Linked DNA regions of Zea mays: region 1 is linked to region 2. The links are chromatin contacts, called in public Hi-C maps. All regions are on one chromosome and are shown on one strand. Each heading gives the region's core, a stretch centred on a gene start, on an enhancer-like site or on the middle of the called end of the contact. The rest is flanking DNA. Distances are from core to core; before and after follow the strand shown.

Region 1 (4,421 bases), core at 735-3,234, 250 kb before region 2:
AAAACTTCCCTTAATCTTTTCTCATCCACTGCTGATTTACTCTGATTATTCTTACCTTTTCCTTCTAAAGACAAAAGTGGATTTCACACTTCGAAATCCTGTACCTAAAGTGACTTTTAGGAATAGGAGACATAATCTTAGGAACAAAAACAAAACTATTTTTGTAGGTATCTATACACTTGAATGTTTGTTCTTATGATACTTGTCTGATTTGGATCTTTGATCGAGTGTGATGAGTTGTGGAGTAATGTCCACAATTACATCTGCATATACGTATAAAAATGCTTATAAAAATAACTAGACAAACTAGATTATCCCTCATTAAAGTATCTAGCCTAACAATATCCATCTCATCTTAAAAGATTCTATCCTACACTCATAGATCCACCTTATCTCAAAAGATCCTAACCTATCCTAATTAAAATATATCTAGCTTAATAGATCCATCTTATCTTAAAAGATACTCTATTACCTTAGTAGACTCATCTTATCTTGAAAAGATTTTATCTCATCCTAATAGATCTAATTGACCTCAAAAGATTCTACCTTATCCTTATGGATTCATCTTGCCCTAATTAGCATATTTATCCCACACTAGTGTAACAACCATGAGCTAATTCAAAATTTATTTAGATCTTATCTAGTCTAAAATAGTCGTATCAATTTATTCTAGATCTAATTCAATCTAACAAGTTAATCTATCCCAACGAAGACTAACCTTAAGTTGAGCTAACCTAAGGTCAGTCACTTAACCAGTTAATAGTGGTAAAATAAATGAGACTCTACTCCTATAGAACATGTTTAATCTTAGTTCACTCTGCACTAAATAAACAATGACAGACCAACCCGAGCATATGCAACTACCTTACCCATCAGTTAGTTGCATAACCCCTCTGTTTTAACTTAACAGAGATTCTAACATATCCTAACAATATTTATCCTACCTTAGTAGATGTATCTAACTTAAACTAGTCTAATCTAGTCATATCCAATCTAATCTAGATCCCATCTAATATAATATGATCTAATCTAGTGTGAGTTACTGAATGCTGGTACAAAGGATAAGGCCATACTCTAAATTCACTTGAGCCTAAATTGGTGACCTAGATCAACCTCGACATGGAAGAATAGGAGTCTTCCCTTACCAAGTTCTTCTTACCATCAGCTAACCTCACTCTAACCATCTCTCTTCTTACCTAACTGTGTGTCTAAACATAGAAGATACCCATGCATTTCTAATCACCTACTAAATAGTATTAAAAAGAGAGAGACTCTTAATTTTTGAATCAATTAGAAACTACAATCTCAATTACAAACCAATCTTGGTGTAATCCTTTTTCTTACAAATCTCGAGGATGAGTTTTCTGTTAAGGGGGTAGGATTTGTAAGACCCAAAATTAGTAGAAAAAGAATAATAATATTAATAAAATAAATAAACAAATATAGTTATTATAGTGCTTTGGGAATTAGAGAATGAGAAGAGAAATTTGTAATAAAGTCAATTATTGTTACAGTCAAAAATGGGAAGGAGAATAATATAGTAATATTTAAAATACTATAGTTTATATTAAAATTTGATTTCAATTGAGACATTTGGAAAATCTGAAATTAAAAGCAAGAGTATAAATTTGAGTTGAATAATTGAATTTGGAATAGAAAATGGGAAAGAAGAGTTTTCCTACCATAAAAATAATATTAATAACAATAGAATCTATATTCCCAATAGAATTATATATTGAGAGTTGAAATCCGAAATTCAAACAGAAAGTAAATCAGGTTTGAAATTGAGATAGGAATTGAAAATATGAAAGAAATAAAAAAAACACAAAGAAAGCAAAACGGCGCTTGGGCCAAATCTTTCCCCCCTCGACCTAGGTAGAATCACCTGCACCGGCCCATCTCCGTGGTCTCCACGGCTCAAACTCCCGCTGTGCTGGTGCCTTTGGTGACTGCCAGGGCAGACCCACTATTCAGTTCCACCTCTGCGCCAATGACTGATGGGTCTGCCTCATCATCCGCGGTTCCCCATCCACGTGCTCCTGCTATCACCGTCGTGTGGGCCATGTTTGTCAGTATTCTCCTCAAGCTCAGGATCTTAACCAATCCCGCGCTGCTCACTGATATGGTTGGGAGGCAGGTGCTGGGATCCCTGACCTCGGTGCATTGGGCGCTCACCTTGTCCCTATAAATTGTCGTGACCGTCCCTCGCATTGAAAACCCAAGCCGAAGTACCGACACCGTGATTACAGAGATTGCACAAGGAAGAGCAGGGTGAAGTCCGCCATTGGAATCTGCCGTCGTCAACTATGCATCATGGGCATCACCGTCGAACCATCGGGCACCAGCCGGGGAGCTTCGCCATGGCGCGAGGAACGTTTTCGTGGCCCCTTCTGGCGGAATGGGCTATTCTTGACTCAGGAATCGCTCATCGGAGCAACCCTAATGCCTCAGATCTGCCACGACCGTGGATGGGTCCCTGTGCCTCGATGTTCGCCGGTAAGTTTCCCTCCCATGGGTTCGCCATCCACTGCTATACGTTTAGAGCCCATTTTTCGAAAGTATTGTGCGCAGAATCAGGTTCTTGTGTGGTCCGGTGATGGCGTTGCCGCTGCTCAAACCGGTCCTAGCACACCTGGTGTTTATTTTGCGCCCGGGTTTTGGACCCCTAAAACCCGAGTGTGACAGGCGAATACTATCGGCGTTTCATTGAAGGCTTCTCCAAGATTGCTAGACCAATGATAGCCCTGCTAGTGAAGAAAGTTGAGTTCAAGTGGACCCAGAGTGCCAATAGTCTTTTGAAACATTGAAGAAGAAGTTGACTACAACACCCGTGTTGATTCTGCCAGATGTTCATAAGCCATTCTCAGTGTATTGTGATGCTTCGTACACTGGTTTGGGATGTGTGTTAATGCAAGAAGGGAGAGTAGTGGCATACTCGTCCCGACAGTTGAAGATTCATGAGAGAAATTACCCCACTCATGATCTGGAGTTAGTAGCAATGGTTCATGCACTGAAGATCTAGAGGCATTATCTATATGGGCAGAAGTGTGATGTTTACACGAACCACAAGAGTCTTAAGTATATATTCACCCAGTCAGAGTTAAACATGAGGCAGCGAAGATGGCTGGAGTTGATCAAAGATTATGAGCTAGAGATACATTATCACCTAGGCAAAGCTAATGTGGTTGCAGATGCTTTGAGCAGAAAAAGTCAAGTCAACATGATGGTCGCTCATCTGATGCCATATGAGCTAGCAAAGGAATTCGACAGGTTGAGTCTCGAATTTCTGAACAGCACCCAAGGAGTAACCATTTAGCTGGAACCCACTATAGAACAAGATATCAAGGATGGACAGAAAAGTGATGAGAAGATCAATGAAATTCGGTAGCTGATCTTAGATGGGAAAGGCAATGATTTCTGGGAAGACATGGAATGCATAGTATGGTTCAAAGATAGGTTGTGTGTTCTTGACAACAAATCAATTCGGGAGTTGATTCTTAAGGAAGCTCATGAGACAGCTTATTCCATACACTCTGGCAGCGAGAAGATGTACCAAGACCTGAAGAAAAGATTCTGGTGGTACAGGATAAAAAGAGAGATCACAGAGTATGTTGCCATATGTGACAGTTATCAGAGAATCAAGGTAGAGCATCAGAGGCCCGCAGGTTTGTTGCAGCCATTGCATATTCCTCAGTGGAAATGGGATGAGATTGGGATGGATTTTATAATCGGTTTGCCTCGCACTCGAGTCGGTTATGACTCCATCTAGGTAGTAGTGGACCACTTGACAAAGGCGACTCATATCATACCAGTCAAGACCACCTACAATAGTGCAGTGTTGGCAGAGTTATACATGTCCCGAATTGTATGCTTACATGGAGTACCAAAGGAGATAGTATCAGATCAGAAAACCCAGTTTACTTCTCACTTTTGGCAGTAGTTAAATGAATCCTTGGGCACACATTTGAAGTTCAGTTCAACTTATCACCCACAGACATATGGTCAAACTAAGAGAATCAACCAGATCCTTGAAGACATGTTGAGGGCTTGTGCTTTGCAAAACAAGTTAGGCTGGGACAAGAGGCTACCCTATGCAGAATTCTCCTACAACAACAATTATCAAGCCAGTTTGAAGATGTCACTGGTCCAAGCACTTTATGGGAGGAATTATCGAACTTCGTTACACTGGGACCAACTCGGCGAAAGGCAGGTGTTCGGTCCAGATATTCTGCTTGAAGCCGAAGAGAATATCAGAATGGTTCGAGAGAATCTAAAGACAGTGTAGTCCAGGCAGTGTAGTTATGCCGACACCAGAAGAAGAGAGCTGAGCTTCGAAGTGGGAGATTATGTTTACCTGAAAGTGTCACCCATTAGAGGAATCAAAATGTTTGGAGTCAAGGGAAAGCTAGCACCTCGATACA
Region 2 (4,352 bases), core at 1,096-3,595:
CAAAATAGACGAGAAATCAGTAAAACTTATACTTTATAGTAGTTTTATAGCAGTTGAGAATAACACATCTTCCGCAACCAAGTAGCTTTTAAGTTCTACGCCCAAGCCCAGTCTTTTCCTTGTCCAAAGACGTGCTCCGATTCCGCAACCAAAGGGGTCTATAACTTTAGGAATAATATAGTACTACACTCCCCTCCAATTTATAATTTGTTTAATTTTTTTACTCCAAATTTAACTGACTCATCTTATTTAAAAAATTATTGTTAATCTTTACTACGATATAATCTAGCATATAATATTAAGCATGGCTTTGTTTTTTTAATTTTTTTAAAAAAAATTGAACAAAATGAGCCGATTAAATTTGGTAAAAAAGTCAAAAAAATATAAATTAGGACAAGTAGAGTATATATTAATATATAGTAGTGCTAAAGCATCTGGACCTAGGGTTGGTTTGAGCATCTCTACTTCCGCCGTGTAGGCTATCGAAGGCATCATCAAGAAGTTACAGCAGCTCCACCTGAACTTACGTCCCTCAAGTGCACACGTTCACCTTTTGTTGGATTCACGAGTGCTAATACTACCTCCGTTCTTAAATATATGATGATATTGACTTTTTTTTAGAAATTTTGACTATTTATCTATTAGAAAAAATGTGAATTATTATTTATTTTGTCACTTAAATTTGTTTGAGCACGACTTAAAATTTTATATTTTAGAATAAATATTTCAAATAAGACGAGTGATCAAAGGTTTCATAAATAATCAACAACGTCTATATATTTAAGAACGGAGAGTAGTTAGGAAGCCAATTGACCGTAGGTATTAATTATGACTAGCTAATTTTTAATAAGGTATATTTTAAATCCATCTGTTAGCAGGTAGGTTTAGGGTTTTTTATTTGGCGTTGCTTAGTTTAAAATCCAATAACGAATGGAGTGAGTAGCTGTATAGTTTGTTAGAGGTGTATATGAACAATTAGCTCTTATTAGCACCTCTCCACCGTTGACGAACTAATTTTTAACACATCCACTTGCTAATAGTTAATTAGCTATCTCATTTGAATCCTTAATTATTAGATAGGGCCCTGGAATCTGTGATAACAGCATCATGTGGTCTGGTTGTGTGTACAAATTACATCATTTTGCTTCCCATGGAACTTAAAATGTGTTGATGGGGAATTGGGTGGAGGTACACCACACCAGTACGCCGGAAGGACAGTACATCACCTAAGATTGTCTTCAGTAGGTGACACAAAACTATAGATGATACTGTTTGTAGAGTGGAGCTTGAAATAATGAATGAGATAGATGATTGGATAAGGGATCTGCCGGAGATAAAGACATGTTCGATTGCGGGCGTATTGGAGGGGATTAAATCCCTCCCTATTCAAAAGGGATTTTAATCCCCTCCAATTCCCTCAATTCACCCCTAACCGAACAAGGCCTAAACAGGGAATTGACAATGTGCAAATGAACCGATATAGTACTACTAGTCAAACCCTATGGAAAGACAAAGCTTCGGGGTGTTTGGTTTCTAGAGACTAATTTTTAGCCCCTAAATTATCAAACACAGTGACTAAAAGAGGAATTATCTTTATTTTAGTTCACGTGTTTAACAATTTCAGGATAAAAAGGATGGACTAAAAGTTAGTCCCTAGAAACCAAACATCATTTGCATATGTTACATTAGGCTCTAGAAATGCAGAATGCTAAGGTGGCATTTGATTCGTTGAAATGGAACACAAACCGTTTACATGAGGTAATGGATATCAATATTTTGTTTGGTTGAGCTCTTTATAATAGTATTAGGTACTACTATCTAATCCAATTATAATTAGTAACTACTATTGCCGTTAAGAGCTTTCATTACCATTTCCTTAGCAACATATGAACTAAACAACACCTAATAGTCTCCAGTTCCACAACCGTTGTCCTGGACACATTCAGACACTCACTGTCACCAACCGCAGCCACGGAAACGCAGGCAGCGGGATGGCAGGCTGGCAGCTCTGATCAGTGCTCAGCTCAGCTCGATGGGGAGGAGGAATGGAAGACGTGCCACCACACAGCCGCTGATATTGGGGTTGGTAAACGACGTTGACGTGGCGCCCCCGTCCCAGTCAACGAACAACAGCCCCAGCCCAGCCTCTCTCTCCCTCCCTCTCTCACCAACCCCGTACCATAGCTCTCCTACCCCACCTCCCCCTCTTGGCCACTTCCAGCCGGGCCCCATCAGTCATCACCTCGAGGCCCCACTCACCAACTCCCCAACTCCCTGTCCTCCCCTGCTCGTATATAACTCGGCACCAGCCGGTCCTCTGCCCTCCAGGAGATCAGAGCCCCGGCGAGGTCGCACCGCACCAGCCATCGTCTCCTTCCTTCCTTCCTATACTACCATCCAACCAGCTGCCCAGCGCAACGTTACCTGCCCGACATCCGACAAGCCAGTCCATCCGGCAGCGAGCAAAGGTCTGAGATGGGTTCCGTAGACGCGGCGATCGCGGTGCCGGTGCCGGCGGCGGAGGAGAAGGCGGTGGAGGAGAAGGCGGTGGTGTTCCGGTCCAAGCTCCCCGACATCGAGATCGACAGCAGCATGGCGCTGCACACCTACTGCTTCGGGAAGATGGGTGAGGTGGCGGAGCGGGCGTGCCTGGTCGACGGGCTGACGGGCGCGTCGTACACGTACGCGGAGGTGGAGTCCCTGTCCCGGCGCGCCGCGTCGGGGCTGCGCGCCATGGGGGTGGGCAAGGGCGACGTGGTGATGAGCCTGCTCCGCAACTGCCCCGAGTTCGCCTTCACCTTCCTGGGCGCCGCCCGCCTGGGCGCCGCCACCACCACGGCCAACCCGTTCTACACCCCGCACGAGGTGCACCGCCAGGCGGAGGCGGCCGGCGCCCGGCTCATCGTGACCGAGGCCTGCGCCGTGGAGAAGGTGCGGGAGTTCGCGGCGGAGCGGGGCATCCCCGTGGTCACCGTCGACGGGCGCTTCGACGGCTGCGTGGAGTTCGCCGAGCTGATCGCGGCCGAGGAGCTGGAGGCCGACGCCGACATCCACCCCGACGACGTCGTCGCGCTGCCCTACTCCTCCGGCACCACCGGGCTGCCCAAGGGCGTCATGCTCACCCACCGCAGCCTCATCACCAGCGTCGCGCAGCAGGTACGTACCGTGGCCGGTGCTACTCCTTCCTCTCGCTATCGCTGCCGCCTTGGTCGCCGTCGCCGTCGCCGCCGCCGTGGCCACGGTGACATCACATCCCCATCCCCGATCCCTCTCCATGTGGGGACAAGCTGGTTGGCCCCACCTTTGCCGAGGAACATTCGTTCCAGCGTTGCGGGCTCATAAATAATGGCGTGCACTGCATTCACCCGGCGCTGGGTGCGCTGAGGCCGCAGCTTCCTCGATTTGTTCGGATGCGGCTGGTCCACCTCACCCACTGTCTCCACCGAACAAGTAGTAGTAGTCAACCGGACAGCCGCTTCGAGATTCGTGCCGAGACGATGCCTGTCCTTCGCATTCGAACTGTGTGTTGATACATGCTGAAACTGTGGGAGTGTCTGGCTGCTGATGAATATGAAGGTTGATGGCGAGAACCCGAACCTGTACTTCCGCAAGGACGACGTGGTGCTGTGCCTGCTGCCGCTGTTCCACATCTACTCGCTGAACTCGGTGCTGCTGGCCGGCCTGCGCGCGGGCTCCACCATCGTGATCATGCGCAAGTTCGACCTGGGCGCGCTGGTGGACCTGGTGCGCAGGTACGTGATCACCATCGCGCCCTTCGTGCCGCCCATCGTGGTGGAGATCGCCAAGAGCCCCCGCGTGACCGCCGGCGACCTCGCGTCCATCCGCATGGTCATGTCCGGCGCCGCGCCCATGGGCAAGGAGCTCCAGGACGCCTTCATGGCCAAGATTCCCAATGCCGTGCTCGGGCAGGTACGTCCGTCGTCGTCGTCCGAAGCTTTTTCGGTTTTCCTGATGACACGCGTTCCATTCCGTTCCCATTCCGACCAATGCAATGCAATGCAACAGGGGTACGGGATGACGGAGGCAGGCCCCGTGCTGGCGATGTGCCTGGCCTTCGCCAAGGAGCCGTACCCGGTCAAGTCCGGGTCGTGCGGCACCGTGGTGCGGAACGCGGAGCTGAAGATCGTCGACCCCGACACCGGCGCCGCCCTCGGCCGGAACCAGCCCGGCGAGATCTGCATCCGCGGGGAGCAGATCATGAAAGGTGCGCCGCACACCGCCCCAGCCGTTGACTTGTCATCTCATTTCTTTGCAGTTGCAGCTGTAGGCTGTATAGCGCTCGTGTTCGCAAAATATGGCCATCTATCCTTCGAATTCGAAGCATCACTTTC

The links. Hi-C and Micro-C count contacts between places; a contact is called where the count stands out from the background.
Region 1: a Hi-C map of tassel shows a contact between it and region 2, with 2.1 times the contacts expected there. The contact joins the enhancer-like site here to the promoter of LOC542166 in region 2. A contact is called at or near these places in 2 of 25 Hi-C or Micro-C datasets (leaf and tassel).

The regions. Positions count from the first base shown.
Region 1 is chr5:91,469,729-91,474,149 of Zm-B73-REFERENCE-NAM-5.0, reverse strand. No RefSeq gene overlaps it. Among protein-coding and RNA genes, the nearest start is that of LOC103626698, 25 kb to the left of the region's middle. Within about 2 kb of position 1,984, at least 18 of the 20 cell types and tissues checked have an H3K27ac peak or open chromatin away from gene starts, as enhancers often do. A contact at or near this core is called in leaf and tassel, where this site is marked.
Region 2 is chr5:91,223,136-91,227,487 of Zm-B73-REFERENCE-NAM-5.0, reverse strand. LOC542166 (4-coumarate--CoA ligase 1) reads left to right here and starts at 2,345. Exons shown (of 6, transcript NM_001111788.2): 1 at 2,345-3,156; 2 at 3,577-3,930; 3 at 4,027-4,225. The coding sequence starts at 2,476.